Linked DNA regions of Zea mays: regions 1 and 3 are each linked to region 2. The links are chromatin contacts, called in public Hi-C maps. All regions are on one chromosome and are shown on one strand. The core of a region is the stretch at or near the end of the contact, and the rest is flanking DNA. Distances in the headings are between cores, read along the strand shown.

Region 1 (2,848 bases), core at 319-2,818, 190 kb after region 2:
ATTTCATCTCCTATATCTACTTTCTCTCCAACAACGTCCTCTAAATCACGTCCTCTATATATAAATACCTATATTAAAGACATTTATAATTTTTGTACATACGTATTTGTCATACTCTCAAATGTATTGTACATATTTTAGTTTTATTAAACCGGTTGTTTAAAGTATTCAAATAGATAGAGAACCATTTAGAGAAACTCTACATATAGAGGATCCAACAGCGTTCTCTAAATTTAGAGGACCGTTTAGAGGACGTTGCTGGAGGGAGTAGAGAACGTCCTCGTCCTCTAAATTTAGGGTACAAGACCCTTTAGAGGGTCTTGTTGGAGCCAGCCTATGGCAACGAGTACCCGAAACCTGACTACCCGATATGAAGGTGGGTACGGGATAATTTCTTACCCGTGGGTATCTTAATGGGCAATAATCTCTACTTGTTGTATAGACGGGTACGGGTTGGCACTAACCATACTCGTCTACCCATGTGTAAAATATACCCGCATTAATACCTCTATAACCATCTAATAGAGCTCATCTTAGCTAAAATAAAACATTTCTCTAGCTATCATTTTCTAGCTACCAAGTTATGTGATTATATGATTTGTTATATGTGAAATTGAACTTATTTTGTATGTTTATTTAATATTTTGAGTGATCGGTATATTGGAATTTAAGACTTTCCTAGCGGACATGGGTTACCTTACGGGTAAAATTACCCGCACAAGTACGGCTATGGGTAAGATTTTATACCTGCGAGCATATATGGGTAACCCGACGTGTAAATTTTTTTTGATGAGTACAAGTATGGAATGGTACTACCTGACGGGTATGTACACGTTGCCATCCCGACCCCCAATGATGAAGGTATACACATAAGTTTCTCTATTGACACGCTATGGCATTCACCCTCTGAGCTCATAAAGTTCAGGGACTCAGATGACATAGCATTTAAGTTTGAGGACACAAGTGATACAACATGCCAAGTTGGAGACCCCAAATGGCTCCGATATGTCATTGCCACGTCGGCGTCTGGTTTTGCAAACCCGGTTTTGGAGGGTTTTGCATGAGCTGACAAAGTTTATGGACTTGTTTGCCGGTTTTATGAGTTCGTGGGCCGCTAGTGTACTTTACTCTTGAATTATTTATGTATAGTGATTTAAGTTTGTTTAATTATTTATAAAGTATTATCATCCAAGATTTGAATACCTAAGGTGTAATATCTAGACTTGACCTATTGAACAACTCTAATTATTCTTCTTGGAGAGACTAAATTAACATAACATTAGCTAGAATAAATGATGCCATCAACAATACGAAGCATGTGACCCCATTATTGACACGACAGAACAGAACAACTAAGATAATATGACCCAATCCACTAAACACGAGCTAGATAGGCTTTAATCCTATAAACAGTGATCTCGGCCTAGAACTGCAGCCCACAGGCCCAAGGACCAGCCCGAACCATCACCTTGCCGGCGACCACAGAAACAGAACACTAGCCGTCCGATCACAACGACATATTATCTCTCCAAGCTCCGTCCGCCGCACCGTGCCACCCGCGCGGCCCGCCTGCTACACCCCATCCGGCCGTCCCCAAGCCGGGAGCGGAGGCGCAAAACCCTCCTTCCGCTGCTCCGGCGCCATGGGCGGCGCCTCCAAGCTGCTCTCCTCCTTCCTCCTCACCTCTTCCCCGCTCCGCCTCCGACCCGCTACTGCCGCCGCCGCCGCGCTGTTCCTATCCCCGCCCGCGGCGGCCTCGCGCCGCCTGTTCCTGCTCTCCTTACCCTCCCCGCACCGTACCCTCTACATCTCGTCCGCTTCCGCCTCCCTTCCGCACGGCTCCAGCTCGGCCTGCCCGCCGCCACCGCTCCGAGCGCCTTTCCCCGAGTGGTCCCGCCTCGTCGACCGACTTGCCGCCACCGGATACGGCTCCGGCCTGCCCTTTTCCGCTGACGATCTCGCCCTCGTGTCCGGATGCGTCCTGTCGGACGGGGAGCAGGCCGCTGTCTCCACCTGCCTCGCCTTCGCGCGCGACCGGCCTGACCTCCTGAGGTAAAGTGAATCGCTTGAGTGGATACCTGACTGGGCTTTGGCGGGGTGAGAGTCTCTTTGTTGCTGTCTTGCTGACTAATTCGGGTGTGCGTTCAGTTCGCTTCAAAGGAAGGACGTGGAGGTCCTGGTGGGCAATGTGGCGCCGTCTCTGTTCAAGGACGGGGAGGCATCAGGACAGCGGCTTCGGCGCTACCTTGCTGGGGAAGAAACCGACGTATGTCATTTGGGCTTCCGTTAATCGGTCACGTTGCATCATTATTAGTTTGGGCTAGTAAATATGACCTTGCTCAGCTCAACACACTAAACATCGGAAAATTTTGCCAGGTCACTGTTTCAGAGAGAGCTGGAACTGTTGATATTGTTCGATATCTGCTAAGTTACATATACGGTTCTTCTGACATCTGCTCAGAAGACAAGGAACTCACTGATTTGGCCGTGAGAAATATCATGGTTGAGTTAGTGAGTTTTAGTGCTCTTTCCCAGTCTTCCACTTCTGTGGAATTAACTCCCAACCAAATTTGCTCGAGTCAGCATGAACAATTTTCCAGGCCTCCAGGGCAAAATATCGAAATGAAGCGAGGTGATTGGATTTGCACAAGGTATGCCACTTCTAACATTCTTCTTTTTCTTTAATATTTGTGCTCCGTTCAATGCCTTGCATCAAAGTATCGACCTAGCTTATTGTTCATTTTGCTACTAGATATGATGCATCTAGAATGTGTACCCAGATGTTTCCTTTTTTTTTTTTTTTGCAACTTGATATTATTGTCACATTGAAGGGCAAGCCTGGTGTTGT
Region 2 (3,249 bases), core at 155-2,654:
GTGTGTGACAGAGTTCATACACATACAATCAAACCCTAAGTAGCAGGCTTGCCAAACAGGGCCATAACTGTTAAATACAAGCTATTTTTTCTGTATATATAATTAGTGCATTATTCATATGGTGTGAACCTCAAACTAAATATTTGATTTATGTACACATCTTCACTGACAAGATGGGACCAAATCTCCTGAATAAATTCTAGTAATAGTAAATTGCTAAATGGTTGAGGAATCTAGCTGACATACAAAAATGAACTGTAAGCTGTAATTATTAACCACTAGAAGTTGTGATTCCCACTAGATGGAGGAGAAAGGTATATATCCTGAAAATATATTGCTGTGCTTCTGGAAATATATTATTGTGCTTGCGCCATACGGCAATGAGGCACTGAACTAAATATTGACCTAATCCACACAAACTTCTTAAAAAAATTGAGCATTATCAAAGCCAATTTATAGTCCAAAACAAGCTACATAAAAAACAATTGCATGTTACCTGTAGTGACAACTGCTGATGATACAACGCACCAGCAGTTTCTTTCGTCACAGGAGACACAATGCCAACACTCAACAGCAAATCCTGCATGTCTTGCTTAGAACCCATCTCTTCATCATTGGAATTTGATTCAGTGGATGAGTTCATTAATAGCTTGAGCCTCATTTTTTCTGCTAACTGCATCATTTCCTTAGCTTTGCTCTGGAGCATAAAAAATAACAATAATTGAGTTCAAATTAGACCATGGTGATCAATCTCAGATGATAGCTGTGCAATGCTAACCATGAGGGCATTGAGATCCTGGAACGCATCTTGCAAGTTCTGCCCGGCGTTCTCCCATGACTCCTGCTCCATCCGCAGTATCCCCGAGACCCCAACAACCGGCATCCGTATCGCGATGTCCTCCGTAGGCGCGGCCCCCTCTGCCACCGACGTGCCACTCGACGGAGCAGCTGCAGGGGTCACCTCCCAAGCCCTTGCACGGATCGCCTCGAGCAGCCTCCCGAAGAACACATCAACGTCAGCCTTGCAGGTCACGACGATGGCGATGACCTCTGATCGCACGGGTGGCATGGAGATCTGGAGGCGGATGCGGTGATGCTGAGACGAGGAAGATGAGGACGGGGCGGAGAAGAGGGAGCGGAGGGGGTTGTGGCTGTGCCTGCGGTGGGGAGGGTACGCATGGACGACGGTGGCGAGCGGCAGGCCGCGCGCGGAGCGGGAGGGCTCGTGGAGGAAGATGAGGCGGTGGGAAGTCAGCGCGAGGAGGCAGGCGCGGAGGGGAGCAAGGCGCGGATTTTCCTCGGGCTCGAGGTCGACGAGCGGGAGGAGATTCCGCTCCACCTCGCCCGCGGAAAGCACCGGGCGGCCGGATGCCGTCACGGACGCTGACGGAAGCCAGTCGGCTGCGGCGGCGGACATTGGCGACGGTGCTGTGGTGTGTACGGGTTTTCCCGTGCTGAAGAGTTGTTTGAGATTTTTTGGAGGGGCTGCTAGGGGTGAAAAACGAAAACGTTAATTTTCGGTGACGGGGATCTTTTCGAAATTTTACCAACTTTTAGAGCTAAACGGAACGAAAACAAAATCTGTAGAAACAATCGGGAATAGAAATAATTTGAGTCCCTTCCGACCGTTTTTTAAAAAAATGCAAGTACTTATGTGCAAAATCCATGCAAACCGACTAACAAAAGTCAAAAAAATCTAAATAATAGAGATGTACTTCTTTGCCCATTCTATCACTGTATAAATTTTTAAGTTTAAATTTATTATATGTTAATAGATACAAAAGATAAAATTCTGAGATAATTTTCATTTTTTTATCTCAGAATTTTCTCTTTTTTTATCTCTTAACGTATGATAATTTGAGCTTGAATTATTATATAGTGATAGAGTAGACAATGAAGTACATCTATAAATTTTTTGTGATGTTTATTAGTTGGTTTGCACGGAAACTTGATTTGCACTTGATACGTTGCCTTTCAAAAATTACCGTATTTATTCGGTATTTTACTGTCGATAATGAATTTAGTAATTTTTTTAAAAAATATTAAATCTAAACTAGTCTTTGTAAATTCATAATAATTTTATCTTAACTCAAGAAAATATAAAACAAAAGTTATTGTTTCCCTAATACCAAGACCTATCCAATTATTACTCTTGACACATATATTCATAATTTGCACAAGAGCCTTAGAAGGATCAGGATGATACCAATTATGTTGACTTTCTAACTATGTGTATGTGCATAGTGCTTGTCACTTGTATTTGTGAGATGTTGCTTAAAGTTTTGTGAGATATAACTATTACTGTCATCTTATAAGATGATTTCAAAATTGATTATTTCATTTACGAAGTTGGTTACAAAGACTGGGTTTAAGGAGATGGTTAAAAGTAGTACACCTCTAAAAATCTATTAAAGTGGTACGACTATTTAAACTAAAATCTATTTTCTATTTGGCTCGTACATATTGGTGTATGAGATCGATCAAGGCATATACTTATATGGCTAGTATTATGTTCTATGGTTTGATAAATTTATTATTTTAAAATAATTGTTTTGGTATTTTTTGATGGTTATTGATGCACTTTCGATCGTATACTTTCGTTATTAACATTAATGAAATATTGATGCCATTTTCGTTTCCAAAAATACGTATGGTTTTTGTTTCCGTTAAAATAATTTGAAAGTGAAAGTGGTGAGCCTTTTTCCAATCGTTTCAGATCATTTTCAGCCTTACCGCTGCATACCGCTGCGACCTATAGCTTAGGCTATCCACAGTGCCTGCTACTCTATACCATTACTCTACATTACTATTTATAGTCTAGTCATTAAAGTTCCTTATTCTATATTACAATCCTCCGCACTCATATTTCCTCTATACTAACTACCCCCTCCGTTTTAAAATATTATTTGTTTTAGCTCTATATTTTTATGTCCATATTCAACTAGATAGTGATAAACCTAGACACACACATATATATAATACATATATCAAGTATTGTATGGACCTATAAAACCCCTAAAGCGAACTCTAATTTGATACAGAGGGAGTACTACATATTCTGTCCATTCTAATTCAATTACTCTCTCTTTGTTTTTTATTTGTCGTGGTTTAGTTTAAAATAAACTAGCCGGTGACAAATTTCCGAGAACGGAGGTACTACTACCGGAAGAAGTTTGGTAATATATATATATATATATATATATATATATATATATATATATATATATATATATATATGTTCTGTTGCTC
Region 3 (2,869 bases), core at 220-2,719, 210 kb after region 2:
TTTAAACCTGCTGTTCCTAGCCAGTCTAACCACTCCTACGCCCAAGATCATCTCTTCCCCCTTCCATCACAGCAACTCTCAGAACGGAGGCAAGATGGTCTGCCACATCTTCGTCGACGGCGAGCTCATAGACTGCAAGTAGCCATGGCCTTGCCCAGCTGCCAGATTCATCGTCTGAACAGGGTTCGGATTCAACACATGGGTCACGTTGTAGGGTGCCTGTAGATCATCCAGATTCAGGTCGGTAAACCAATAGTTGTCCTCCTTCACCGTCCTCGCCACGCTGCCAATGCCGTTCCTCATGGTCATGGTCTGCCCGTGCACCATGTTACCGAAGCCGTTCTGCATGCCGAAGGCATTGTTGTCGATGTCCGAGTCGTGCGTCTGGAAGCTGTCAGACATGGAATCCTCCGCTGCGCCCTGCTGGTGACGGAACGGCGCCGCCGCCTCCGGCTCCTCAGCCTTCACCTTCTCCCAATTGTTTTTCTTGTTGTACAGCCGGCACAACACCCACTCATCCAACTGCAAGAACAACGCAAAGACGTAAGCGCACTGAACGCAGCGGCTGCAGCGCCATGGCTCGCCACGGAATGCAACTGGCGGGATGAAACGGCCACACACGCACCTTCCGTGAGCCCTTCTTGCCCGGCGCACGGTCCGCGTCCGCGAGGCGGTACTCATGCATGATCCAGTCGGTCTTGAATCCCCTGGGCGCCTTGCCGGAGTAGAAGACGAGAGCCTTCTTGATTCCTGCCGCCCCGCCACCGCCCTTGGGCGCGATCGGCTTGTCCGCGCCCGTTGCCTTCCAATACCCCCTCCCGGCGGCGCGGTTGGGGCGCGAGCCGTTTGGGTACTTGCGGTCCCGCGGCGTGAAGAAGTACCACTCCTTGCGGCCAAACAGCGCCTTCTCTGGAGGGAAAGGAACCAGAGCGGCACAGAGCCAAGTTAGAAATTCCGTCCGGGGTTTGGATGAATGGATCGACGAGAAGATTGTTCTTTTAGTAAAACAAGAAAATGTTTTGTTTGCAACAGCATGAGTGAGCAGGGGAAGAAAGAAGAGCACGCACCTGGAAGATCCCACGGGTCGAATTTGTAAAGGTCGACCTCGGCGATGATGGGCACGGGCAGCTGCTGACACGCCACCTTCCTGCAGAGGTAGTGCACCACCAGCTCCTCATCGGTGGGATGGAACCGGAACCCCGGCGGCAGGTTGAGCTCCGCCTCGGCGTCCCTCCGGCCGCCTCCCTGCGCCGCCACCATTGCCATACCCCCTCCTCCTCCTCGTCGTCGTCACAGAAATTCCCGGCAGGCGGCTGGATAGATGGGTCGCTCGCTCGCTCGAACCAGGTTCCAGAGACCACCACGTCGGCTCCCTCGTGCTCGGTTTCGAAAGGCGGCTGGCTGGCTGGCAGCCAGATAAATAAATAGAATCGCGTTGTCCGTGGAGAGCTGCCTGTTTCCTTGCCTCCTTGGCCACCAAGGCGAATGGAGGGTCTCGGAGCGCGTTTATATGGGCTGCGCTGCGTAGCCCAGCTCGTGCCGCCTCGCGCGGTCCAGGCGTGGCGTGGCCCCGTGCCCTCCTCCGGATGAGGATGGGGGCGACGCTGCCGCGAAGGTTCCCGCGTGGAAAAGGCTCTGACCCTGTCCTGTCCACTCCACCGCCGTTGGTGGCCTGCCTGGCCGACGACGGCTGCAGCCCACGCGCGACGCCCAACTCCCGCAAGGGTCAAAAGCTTGTCGAGGGGATCTCGCCAGTTTCCATCCGGGAAATGTACTAAAATCCGAGCGAGCGATCTCGGCGAATGGGACGCCCCGGTCGTCATCGTGAAAGCTCTCCGTGGTTTTGACTGCGTAGCAGTGGGCGATGGGCTCGGCGCGCGCCAAGGGCCGGTGGCGGCGCCGCCACGTGCGCATTGTGCCGCCGCCGCCGCCGCCGCCGCCGCTGTTCCGGGCATGAAGGCCCTGGCTTTCTCGTCCTCCAAGGACTGTTTTGATCTGCAGGTTTGGTGCTCGGCATTACTGCGTCCAGTTCCAGTTCCAGTCTATGGAAAAATTAGGGAAAGTGCCTTGATTTGAATTGACAAAATCGCACCACGTCTTCCGATCGATGAACAGCTAAGATTCAAAACGTGCTGTGAGCAGTGAGCGACGTGTGTGTTTCAGTCGGTATCAATGCGATCACGACAGATGCTACTGTTTCGCCTGTCAACTGCTGGCTTTCACACGCATCTCAGGCGCAGGATCCTCTGCCTGTCGACAACAAAGGATATGCTTGGAATATATTTTTTTTTTAAAAAAAGTTCAGAAGCCAAGCCAGCATATATATATGTACACACTGCTTTCCAATCTATAGCTTGCCCCGTTCGTTCGTTCATACGAGGATGGATGATGGTCTCATGCGTCCACTTTTATTTATTATTAATAAACAGCTTAGATAAAGAGAAGTCGGCATTCAGCAGGTGGTGCCGATGAACCAGCTTGGTGCTTGCCTCCTGCACTGGTTGGTCCTGGTCCTGGATGCATGCTATCCTGTTCCTGTCCAGGTGCGTTCAACCTTGCCCGGGTCCGGGTGCGGTGCGCCGGCGGGGGCCCGCTCCCGCTCTAGCTCGTCGTCGTCAACATCCGATGCGTTTTCCTTAAATTCCTCCTGCCATGGACTACCACTATACATGCTATATGCTATGAACTACGTGTGTCTCCATATCTAGTTGAAAAAAAAGACACTGGAAAAACGGGGTCCGTCAGAAAGCGGTTTCTCCACTATGTTTGTCTGTTCCTTTAAGTAAAAAGGAGAACATTGTGTTTGCCTGTAGTTAGTTTTTACTTAACTATGATCAATTATATAGTTTAAAAGTGCCCCGCATGCAAC

What was found. A called contact is a pair of places that touch in the nucleus more often than the background predicts.
Region 1: a contact with region 2 is called in a Hi-C map of tassel, with 3 times the contacts expected there. The contact joins the promoter of LOC100273872 here to the promoter of LOC100191871 in region 2. A contact is called at or near these places in 4 of 25 Hi-C or Micro-C datasets (ear, leaf and tassel).
Region 3: a Hi-C map of tassel shows a contact between it and region 2, with 2.8 times the contacts expected there. The contact joins the promoter of LOC100381829 here to the promoter of LOC100191871 in region 2. A contact is called at or near these places in 2 of 25 Hi-C or Micro-C datasets (ear and tassel).

What each region holds. Positions count from the first base shown.
Region 1 is chr8:177,376,816-177,379,663 of Zm-B73-REFERENCE-NAM-5.0, reverse strand. LOC100273872 (Zinc finger protein VAR3 chloroplastic) reads left to right here and starts at 1,568. Exons shown (of 5, transcript NM_001148267.1): 1 at 1,568-2,052; 2 at 2,149-2,266; 3 at 2,377-2,651. The coding sequence starts at 1,643.
Region 2 is chr8:177,564,725-177,567,973 of Zm-B73-REFERENCE-NAM-5.0, reverse strand. It overlaps LOC100191871, which reads right to left and starts at 1,404. Exons shown (of 8, transcript NM_001137295.1): 1 at 779-1,404; 2 at 497-697. The coding sequence starts at 1,069. It overlaps LOC103636565 (a long non-coding RNA gene), which reads right to left and starts at 490. Exons shown (of 2, transcript XR_558066.2): 1 at 1-490.
Region 3 is chr8:177,357,681-177,360,549 of Zm-B73-REFERENCE-NAM-5.0, reverse strand. It overlaps LOC100381829, which reads right to left and starts at 1,469. Exons shown (of 3, transcript NM_001358095.1): 1 at 1,068-1,469; 2 at 626-909; 3 at 1-522. The coding sequence starts at 1,266. The coding sequence ends at 79.